Regions from separate parts of the Sus scrofa genome. Here region 1 is linked to region 2. Evidence: chromatin contacts called from public Hi-C data. All regions are on one chromosome and are shown on one strand. Each heading gives the region's core, a stretch centred on a gene start, on an enhancer-like site or on the middle of the called end of the contact. The rest is flanking DNA. Distances are from core to core; before and after follow the strand shown.

What was found. Hi-C and Micro-C count contacts between places; a contact is called where the count stands out from the background.
Region 1: a contact with region 2 is called in a Hi-C map of liver, with 5 times the contacts expected there. The contact joins the promoter of IGFBP7 here to the promoter of LOC100626988 in region 2. A contact is called at or near these places in 4 of 47 Hi-C or Micro-C datasets (embryonic fibroblasts, heart right ventricle, liver and 1 more).

The regions. Positions count from the first base shown.
Region 1 is chr8:56,354,321-56,359,629 of Sscrofa11.1, reverse strand. It overlaps IGFBP7 (insulin like growth factor binding protein 7), which reads left to right and starts at 1,808. Exons shown (of 5, transcript NM_001163801.1): 1 at 1,808-2,322. The coding sequence starts at 1,848.
Region 2 is chr8:56,081,851-56,086,480 of Sscrofa11.1, reverse strand. It overlaps LOC100626988 (nitric oxide-associated protein 1), which reads left to right and starts at 2,599. Exons shown (of 4, transcript XM_013978717.2): 1 at 2,599-2,848; 2 at 2,851-3,348; 3 at 3,351-4,630. The coding sequence starts at 2,599. The coding sequence ends at 3,733. The region is part of intron 1 of LOC100621006 (RE1-silencing transcription factor-like); the gene reads right to left.

The DNA of each region.
Region 1 (5,309 bases), core at 559-3,058, 270 kb before region 2:
ATCAGTGCTAGCTCTTCTAGATAAGAGGGTGCCTGCTTTTTTATTCTCTGAATTCTATAACTATTTAATTTTCAAAAAGATTTACAATAATTATCCTAGGAAGACTCTGGTGAGAGTGACATCCATCCATTGCTGGTGGCATTGTGAACCACAACTGAGTTAATGATCCTATAAATTCTTGCATTTGTGCTAAGGAAAAAGAACTCGGGGAGTTCCTGTGGTGGCTCAGAGGAAACGAATCCAACTAGTATCCATGAAGATAGGGGTCCATGATCCCTGGACTCATTCAGTGGGTTAAGCATTCATTGGGTTGCTGTGAGCTGTGGTGTAGGCTGGCAGCTGCAGCTCTGATTGGATCCCTAGCCTGGGAACTCCCATATGCTGGGTGTGGCCTTGAAAAGCAAAAAAAAAAAAAAAAAAAAAAACCTCAAAGAACTAAAATTCCATGTGCATAATGATGCACACTACAGTGTCATATGTTTAATAAAAATGGACGGAGTTCTGGCTCTGGCACAGTGAGTTAAGAATCCCTCTGCAGCAGCTCTGGGTCACTACGGAGGTTCAAGTTCATTCCCCATAAGGGCCCAAGGATAAAGGGTTAAAGGGTTAAAGGGTTAAAAGATCCGATGTGGCCACAGCTGTTGGTGTAGTTTGCAGCTGAAGCTCAGATTCAATCCCTGGCCCAGGAACTTCCATGTGCTGCGGGTGAGGACATTAAAAAAAAAAAAAAAAGGAGAAGAAGAAGAAAAGAAAAAAGAAGAAACAACCTAAACGCTTGGATAAGAGGGATTTAAAGAGCCTTTTTTCTTGGACCAAAAAAAAAAAAAAAAGGCTTTGACGGGGATGATTGATGAAGATCGAGGCGCTTGAGGGGCCTCAGTGGCACCCCCAGCTGTGCTCAGTTCTCCAGAGGGGTCTGATGGAGGCCCAGTACTGTGTACTGGGACTGAAGACCTGCCAGCTCTGGAGGGAATTCCAGTGCTCCTACTTACAAGCTGACTTGGCATAAGAAAGCACACGGGAGGAGGCAGTTACGAGGTCGCGAAAATAGGAGTACTTGGAAAATAGGAGTGCTTGGCAAAGACCTGTCCTTTCGGCTCCGCACCCAAGACACCCTGGGCCTGTGGCCAATGCAGACACGAAACCCTCACGTGGGTGTTGAAAAGCCCGTTATTCTTAATGGAGCTTCCAAAACTCTTTTAACAGAGTGCTCAGTACTCGGGCCTCCCAGACCCCCACCCCCACCCCCGACTATAATGGATTAAATAGGGGGTCATCTCAACTTTGCTGTTGTTGAGAAGTGGGTATATCCGGGAGTTCCCGTTGTGGCTCAGCGGGTTGAACAACTATCCATGAGGACTCGGGTTGGATCTCTGGACTCAGTGGATTAAGGATCCCATGTTGCCACATCTATAGCCTAGGCCCGCAGCTGCAGCTCCCATCGGATCCCTAGCCTGGAAACTTCCATATGCCACAAGTGCGGCCATAAAGAGACAAAGAAAAGACAAAAACTAGGACTAGCGGGACTGTGAGAGTCAGGGACCAGATCATGAGGGGCTGCTGTCACTGCGGGCGACCCTGGAAGGGCTGGGGCGCACCCTCCGCAGCCAAAGGGGCGCCTATCCCAGCGGCTGAGACGCCCGGCCGCTGATGCCCGCCCGCGGCCAGCAGGGGCGCGCGGGAGCCCGCGATCCGGGAGGGCGGCGTGGGCGTGGGAGAGGCGGTGCGGGCTCAGGCGCCGCGGGGTGTGGCTCCCGCCGCTGGGCGGGGCGCAGGGCTTAAAAGGCAGGCCCGCAGGCTGCCGCTCAATCGCGCTCCGGCTGCCGCCCTGAGCCCCGCGCCCCGTTATGGAGCGGCCGCCGCTGCCCGCCCTGCTGCTGGGCGCCGCCGGGCTGCTGCTCCTGCTGCTGCCCCTCTCCTCTTCCTCCTCTTCGGACGCCTGCGGCCCCTGCGAGCCGGCCACCTGCCCGCCCCTGCCCCCGCGGGGCTGCCCGCTGGGCGAGACCCGCGACGCGTGCGGCTGCTGCCCGGTGTGCGCGCGCGGCGAGGGCGAGCCGTGCGGGGGCGGCGGCGCCGGCAGGGGGCACTGCGCGCCGGGCATGGAGTGCGTGAAGAGCCGCAAGAGGCGGAAGGGTAAAGCGGGCGCAGCAGCCGGCGGCCCGGGCGTAAGCGGTGTGTGCGTGTGCAAGAGCCGCTACCCGGTGTGCGGCAGCGACGGCGTCACCTACCCCAGCGGCTGCCAGCTGCGCGCCGCCAGCCTGAGGGCCGAGAGCCGCGGGGAGAAAGCCGTCACCCAGGTCAGCAAGGGCACCTGCGAGCAAGGTGAGCACGGCCGGTTCCCACGGCTCCGCGCGCGCATCCCTGGACTCGGGGCGGGATGCCGGGAGGGTGGGTGACCCTCCCCTTCTCTTTTCCGAGGCTTCTCTTTGGAGGGTTTGGGGCGTGCGTCAGGAAAGAGAGCTTTGCGGGGCGACTGGAGACAGAGAAGGAAAAAAGTTTTTCCTGATGCCGCAGACTCTCCCTCCCCCAGAGCTCACCCAGCTCAGCTGGCAGATCGACTCCCAGAAGGTGCCTCTGTTCTGTTGGGGATGCGGAGATGCCATTTTCGAATGATTCTTTCTTGGCTTGGGTGTAGAGATGGAGCCAGGAGATAGGGGAAAGAAGTTTGGTGAAATACAGGAGGATTTTCAGAGAGAAGTTGTTTATCCCGCGTTTGCTTGGCTAGATTGTAGGAATTTTAAAAATTGGGCGTCCTGGTTTCCTAATGTTAAGGGAAGCAATTCACTTACTGGAAGTTAGAGATTCTCAAACAGTAATCTAACTAGTTAATTATTTGTGGGCAAAAAAAAAAATACAAACTCTTTGAAGAACTGTTTTTTGTGATGTTTATGTTTCGAACTTTATGACCATTTTGTTTTACTTTCTTGTTCCTTTTTTGCGTAATTTCTCCCCAGGATGCACTGTTCAGCAGGAATGCCTTTGAGGTTATGTTTGATCGTTTATTTTATTCCAAACAAGTCCAAGCTTGCCATAAATGAAAGAGGAAAATAAAGAGAGTCTGGACTTGCGAAAACAAACAAAAAACAAAACAAAACAAAATCCAAGCTTGTAATTCTAATGTCTGAAATAACATTTTCCATCGGCAGCAGTTTCAAGGGAAAGTTAGAAATCCAGCCTTGGCAGTCCTGCTCCTGGCCCTGGTCCCAGCCAGGGTGGAAAAGGGAGAGAGGAGACAGTTCTGAAATGACAGAAGCAGTTGCTTCTTTGACACACTCAGGCTCTCTCCAAGCTTTCCAAATAATTGTGGGTTTTTTTTAGAGTTCTTCCCAGAAGTCCAATGGCTTATAGGTCCTCTGTCACTGACTTCAGAGTTTACTATTGAAAGCCTTAAATAGTGTAAGCGACTTATGTTAACTATATTATCACTGCTTTAAATTTAGAAAGTCGCAATCCAAAATAATCCACGTACTCTTCCAACAGAAACCATCATGTGCTCCTTTTGATCTACTTTATCAGTCATACCATGAAAAGAGAAATGTGCATAGTTTAAGAATTCACTCCAAATGTTGATGTTTTTCTTACACATTCCACGGGAATTTTCCCCGTTGTCTTTCCCAATCACTGGAACTTGCTTTAGCAGAACAGGTTGGCTTGGTTATTAGTTAAGTATTGTTGTCAGTTCTAGCCTGTAGCTAGTTTTATCCATCTTCTCTCATGCTATTTACATCCCTGATGTGCAGTCATAAAATACTGAGACTGATGGTCACATGGAACTAGTCATAGAAGCTCATTAGTATGTAAATCCGAATCCCCAGCGTCTCCCAGGATGCAGTCCCTAGGAGGGTGCAGACCTAGTTTTTCTTTATGTTTGGGAAAATGTTAAGAGAAATAGTATCTAAAATTGGAAACCTTGTCGTGAATTAGTCTTTTCTTCCTAACCTAAATTTAGAGTTACTGGATAGGGCCTGGGAGCATTTATAGGAGAACGCCTGCCAGCGAGGGCAGCACAGAATACGAGGTTCTCCAGAGTACTTTTCCACAGCTGAGGCAAGTGGGCCTAAAGCCAGATCTCCTCAAATAGTTTTCCTGACTCCTGGATGTGTTTTGACAATTATAGAAGCAAACCCATCAGAGTACTTAACTTCTGTGCTATTTAGACACTCCCAATCGCTTCCCAATCCTTTGCACAGCGTAGGAAATGAATTTTCTGGCTTCTTCCAGCCATTTCCACCCTCGGGAAACTTGAGTTACACTGCCTCAAGTATGGGGGGGGCATCTCTGTTGGTCTCACTTACCCTGTGTTGATTGAGCATCTGACGTGTGTCAGCTCCGTGCCAGATGCTGTACAGCCGAGAATGCACAAAGCCTGTCTGGTCTTGCTAGTAAAGAAAGTATACATACAGGGAGTGGTGGAGTGGATTAAGGAGCCAGCATTGTTGCTGCTGTGGCACAGGTTCGATTCCTGGCGTGGAAACTTCCACATGCAGTGGGTGCAGCAAAAAAAAAAAAAAAAAGTATCCATGCAAGTTACAAAGCCACCTCTCAGAGCACCTTTCCTAGAGCCCTGGACACCCCCGTCTCTTCCCAGTCCTGTCTTTTCTGAGATCACTGCTTATCCATCTTGTTTATCTGTGCTTATCCATGCTTGTTTTCTGTGCCTCTGTGATAAGAGGCAAATCTGTCTTTTAAAAAGCTCTATCTGAAAGGTAATGACCTAATAATCTCAAATCTTAAGACTGTCATCATGAATTTATTGCCATTGAATCTTAGGTCCCCAAAGAAATGAGTAACTGGAAGAGGGGATTTGAAAATCCAGTTTAATGAAAAGGTCATGGCGACGTCAGGATGTGGCATGACGTTCTCTCAGGGGTTGGAAGAGATCGAGGCGCTCCTTTATTTAGTTCTTGGCCCCCTTTTGCTCCGTTCCTTTACATCTGAGTTCCTTGGCAGTCCCCTGGTCCCTTTGCATCCTGTCCCCTCCTCTCCCGCAGAAGTAATTTTACTTGTGGAATGAAAATGCACTCGTAAGAGTCCTCTTTGCTCATACCTTTGGGGCCACCTTAAAGCCACTTGGTGGCATCTGTGAGGCTCTTTACAGTAACTCTGTTATTTTGGCCTCTTCTCTCTAACCCCTTTCTGGACCAGCCACAGTCATTGTTTGCAATCACACTGTCACTTACCTGTCCACCTTGGGAATGCTTAGCCTTTAAGGATCAGCTGATGTCACTTTCTCTGTGAAACCGCTTGTCTCTCCTCCCCACCCCTCCATCCATAATGAGGTCCTTGTCCTTCAGCTCTCTGTAGGCTTC
Region 2 (4,630 bases), core at 1,350-3,849:
CACAGTCAAGGCGTCAACTATGTTGATGACCAGAGGGTTGAAATAAGCTTTGAAAAACGTCCTTCTGATTTATCCACTGAGAAGTCACTCATTTTCTGAAAATACTGGAGGAAAAAGCAAATAATAAAACATTCAGCTTGTTTTCCTCAGGACAAAAAGATCTAATATTCCTCATAAAAAAAGCCAGCTGAAAGAAGGTACTGAGGAGGGCTTATCTGATATTAAAGGACACAGGAGACTCCATGCTGGAGCAGGCTGATAACCACAATAACATTAGCCTTTCCCACACAATTATTATACATCGTTAATGAGAATATAAATCAGCACAATCACCAAGGTGGTCACTTGGCACCATTCAGCAACGTATCAGTATTTTGTATAATGTGCACATCATCTGACCTGACAATCCTATACCTAAAAATTCATCCTACAGATACACTCCTACTGGACAAAGTGGCATGTACAGGGTTACTCATTAGAACATTGTTTGAAGCAGAAAAAGACTGGAAATAACCCAACTATCCATCGAGACACAAATGAAGTTATGGTATATCCACACAAACTAGGCAGCTGCAGAAAAAGTAGGATGCTCTCTCCCTACTGATAGGAAAACCTCCTGGATGTAGATGTATAAAGCAAAAAATAAACGTGTAGAAGAGTGGTTAGAACCTGGCACTTTCACCACCTGGAAACAGATCCCACAGGCAACAGTTACAGAGCAGTGCCATTTGGCCCGGGGTGGGGTAGAACACCATGGCGATTTGTCTGAGCATAAGGAAAGTATATGGACAGCTAAGAATCTAAGTGGAAAGGGCTCACTGCAGACAGAGAGATGGTGGACAGTTTGCATTTTTAAATTTTCTAGCCTGTGAGCCATAAGAATATACTTTAGAGCTTAACTCAAAAGTTAAGGTAGGAGTTCCCCTCCTGGCACAGTGGAAACGAATCTAACTAGGAACCATGAGGTTGAGGGTTCGATCCCTGGTCTCCAACAGCGGGTTAAGGATCCGGCGATGCCGTGGTGTATGTAGGTCGAAGACACAGCTTGGATCTGGCGTTGCTGTTGCTGCGGCACAGGCTGGCGGCTGTAGCTCCGATTAGACCCCCAGCCTGAGAACCTCCATGTGCCGTGGGTGTGGCCCTAAAAAGACAAAAGCCGAAAAAAAAAAATGAAAATATGGAATTCTACATGTAAAAAATTATACATGTAAAAAAAAAGATACTGGCCCTATTCAATAAGCAAACACCACCTCCTAGAACTGTGTCACCTTGTGGAAAACGGAGATGTAAAAGTCATCTCTCAAGATAATTTACTTAAGCGGAAAGCAGAGTGAAGGACGCCAAACAAGCCCAATCCCCCCTCCCACCCTGTATTCTCTGCACCAGCTGTATTTGCAGAGCCTAGCACATCGCCCGGCACAAGCTGACGTTCAAACATTCGACTATTCAATAAATCCACTACCTCTGACCTTAAGGGAAATCGAGGAGCCCTTTGCTTCAGATGAACCCCAAACACCGGTACTGGTCGCATGGGGGGCCGCTCTTCCAAAACGGGGAGGTGTCACTTATCCAGAAGCAGCCAGTGGAGACAACAAATGTCATAAATGCTGCGCTCCCCGCCGGTCCACCTTCCAAATCCCTGGTTCGTCCCCGGCCCGGGGAAGGCGGAGGGGGGAACGCCTGGGGACCCTGCGCGGCGGGCGGGTGAGAAGGCCACAAACCCTCGACTCGCCCGGCTCCCACGTTTCCCCCTCGAGCGGGTCGCCGCGGTGTTTCTGAGGGGCCACCTACCCTCGTCTGCGTCACACAAACCCACAAGTGGGTCACAAGACGCGAACCCAAAAAAGCACAGGGAGAAAAGACCACCGACGACCTGAGCACCACACAAATGAACCCAGTCTGGGGGTCCCAAAACTTCCTGTACCTCACGCCAGCACCGCCCACTAAGACTCCCCGTAAGATCTGCGCTAGCGTACCAAGCCAGCACCGCCCATGGGGGCGCCTAGTAAGGTCTGCGCTTGCGCTCCAAGCCAGCACCGCCCACGGGGACGGCGCTTAAGGTCTGCGCCTGCGTCCCAGGCCTGCACTGCCCAAGAGGCTGCCGCATACTGTGTGCGCCTGCGCGAAGAGTGAAGCATTTGCTAACGTCCAGAATTGCACATGCGCAAATCGTGGGTTCAGACTTCTCTGGTCAGAAGACATGACTACGGCTACGCTCAGTCTTGGAACCAGATAATAAAGTTTTTTTTAATATTCCACTAATAATGACACCTGAAAAAAACCCAAGTGGATGTATCACAAAAGGCTTTGTGGTTATAATTTTACGGCCTTAGGTGTTATATATTTGCCAGTTACATAGCCAAAAAACAGGAAGAAATGAGATTTCCGAGCTGCAGACAGTACCAGCGGCAGCGCGCTGAAGAAGCCCGGAAGTAGGCAAAGCTTCACTGGCTGCCCAAACTGGCCAACCCAGCGGAGCCCGCACCTACAAAGCCTTTAGCTTCGCTTTAGGTGGGTTCTCGGCATCAGAGGCTTCATCGCGAGATCTCACGAGATGAGACCAGGGAGGAGGAGCCGAAGGGCGACGCTGACCAATGACAACTCTCTGGTCGTCCCAGGCTTTTTCTCGTTTACCGCGCAGCTGGGGCCGCAGTGCGCGCGCGAAGGGGTGGTCCGCCCCTTGCCACCCTTGCTCCTAGGCTGCCGTGTGGCCTCCTGCAGGGAGCCTCTCCCACGGCCGCGCGCCTTTGGCTCCGGGACGCGCTCCTGGATAGGAGATGAGTGGTCAGCCTCTCATCCCAGCACTCGTGGGGCCTGGGCCGTGGGCGTCCTCCGTGCCAGACTGAGACTGGGGTCAGCGAAGAGAGGAGAGTTTTCTGTTCCCCAAGTACATCCCGGAGCCGGAGCCCGCACCGACCCGCCAAGACCAGCTACGAGAGGTGCAGCAGCGGCAAGAAGAGAACGAACGACAGATGCAGCAGCGGCGGGAGGAGCGGCGCCAGCAGAAGCTCCGGGCCGCTCGGCGGGTGCAGCGGGCGCAGCCGGTCGTGGGGCACCCGGACCCGACGGTGGCACCCAGCGGCCTGAACTGTTCGGGATGCGGGGCGGAGCTGTACCGCCAGGACCCCGGCGTGCCCGGCTACCTGCCCAGCGAGAAGTTCCTCCGCGCGGCGGCGCAGGCGAAGGGCGGGCTGGCGCGGACAGTGTGCCAGCGCTGCTGTCTGCTGGTGCACCACCGGCGCGCCCTGCGCTTGCGGCGGCTGGAGTCCGCGCTGGTGCTGTACAAGGTGGACCTGCTTGATCTGCCCGACGCCCTGCTGCCCAACGTGCCCGCGCTCGTGGGCCCCAAGCGCTGATCGTGCTGGGGAACAAGGTGGACCTGCTGCCCCAGGACGCCCCCGGATACCGGCAGCGCATCCGGGAGCGGCTGTGGGACGACTGCCCCCGCGTCGGTCTCCTGCCTCTTGGCTCCCGGAGGTCCCAACACCCCGGCCGGAAGCAGCCGCGGGACCGGGCGGATAAGGCGAACCACTCGGCCAGGTCCCATGCGGTGCTTAAGGACGTGCGGCTCATCAGCGCCAAGACTGGCTATGGAGTCAAAAAGTTGATCTCCGCGCTCCAGCGCTCCTGGCGCTACCGCGGCGACGTCTACCTGGTTGATGCCACAAACGCTGGCAAGTCCATTTTCTTCAGCATGTCCCAGCGTTTTTTGAGGGTTTTTTGGTTTGTTTAATTGTCTTGTAATGTGCTGGTTTAGCAGATTTTTCATTGTAGAATATAAGTTCCGTCTCTTTTTTAGGGCCGCACCCGCAGTATATGCAAGTTCCTAGGCGAGGGGTTGAATCGGAGCTGTAGCTCCGGGTCGCTCAGATCTGAGCCGCGTCTACACCACAGCTTTCGGCAACACCTATTCCTTAACCCACTGAGCAACGCCAGGGATTGAACCTGTTCTCGTGGATGCTAGTTAGATTCGTTAACTGCTGAGCCAGGACAGGAACTCTTTCTGTCTCAAGGTAAACCAGTTAGCTTGGTTTACAATTGTGGCTTCCCACTTCCTGCCCGTGCACATCACTTCCTTGGACAAGGCAGATATGTGTATCAGAAGCATGTGGGTCACACCTTACTCAAGGTGAGGGGACAGGCTTTCATGGTTGCACAGTCAGCTTAACACGCCCTGCAACAGTCCCACAGCCCTGAAAGCTTTGGTAGGACAGACCCATCCTTGTCACACACAGTCAGCTGGCTCTCCCCTGACCTATTCTTGAGTATTGTAGCTTTAAAGGGAGGTGGGCTCTTTTTTGTTGGCCATGCCCTCAGCATTCAAAAGTTCCCCTGCCAAGGATGTAACACACACAACAGCCGTGAGAACCCCAGCTCCTTAACCCAGCAAGCCACCAGGGAACACTGGGCTCTCAGAAGAAGTTGGGTAGAACGGATCCTAGAGTAGTGACAGAGCTGGGTTTTCTCTAGGTGACACCGCCCAGTACAGTAGCCACATGTGGCTATTTAAATAAGTTAATTAAAAGTAAATTCACTCTAAAATTGAGTTCTTCACTAGCACTGGCCGCTTTTCAACTGCCTGGCGGTCACATGACTACAGGAAGTTGAACTGGATAGTGTGAGTGAGGGG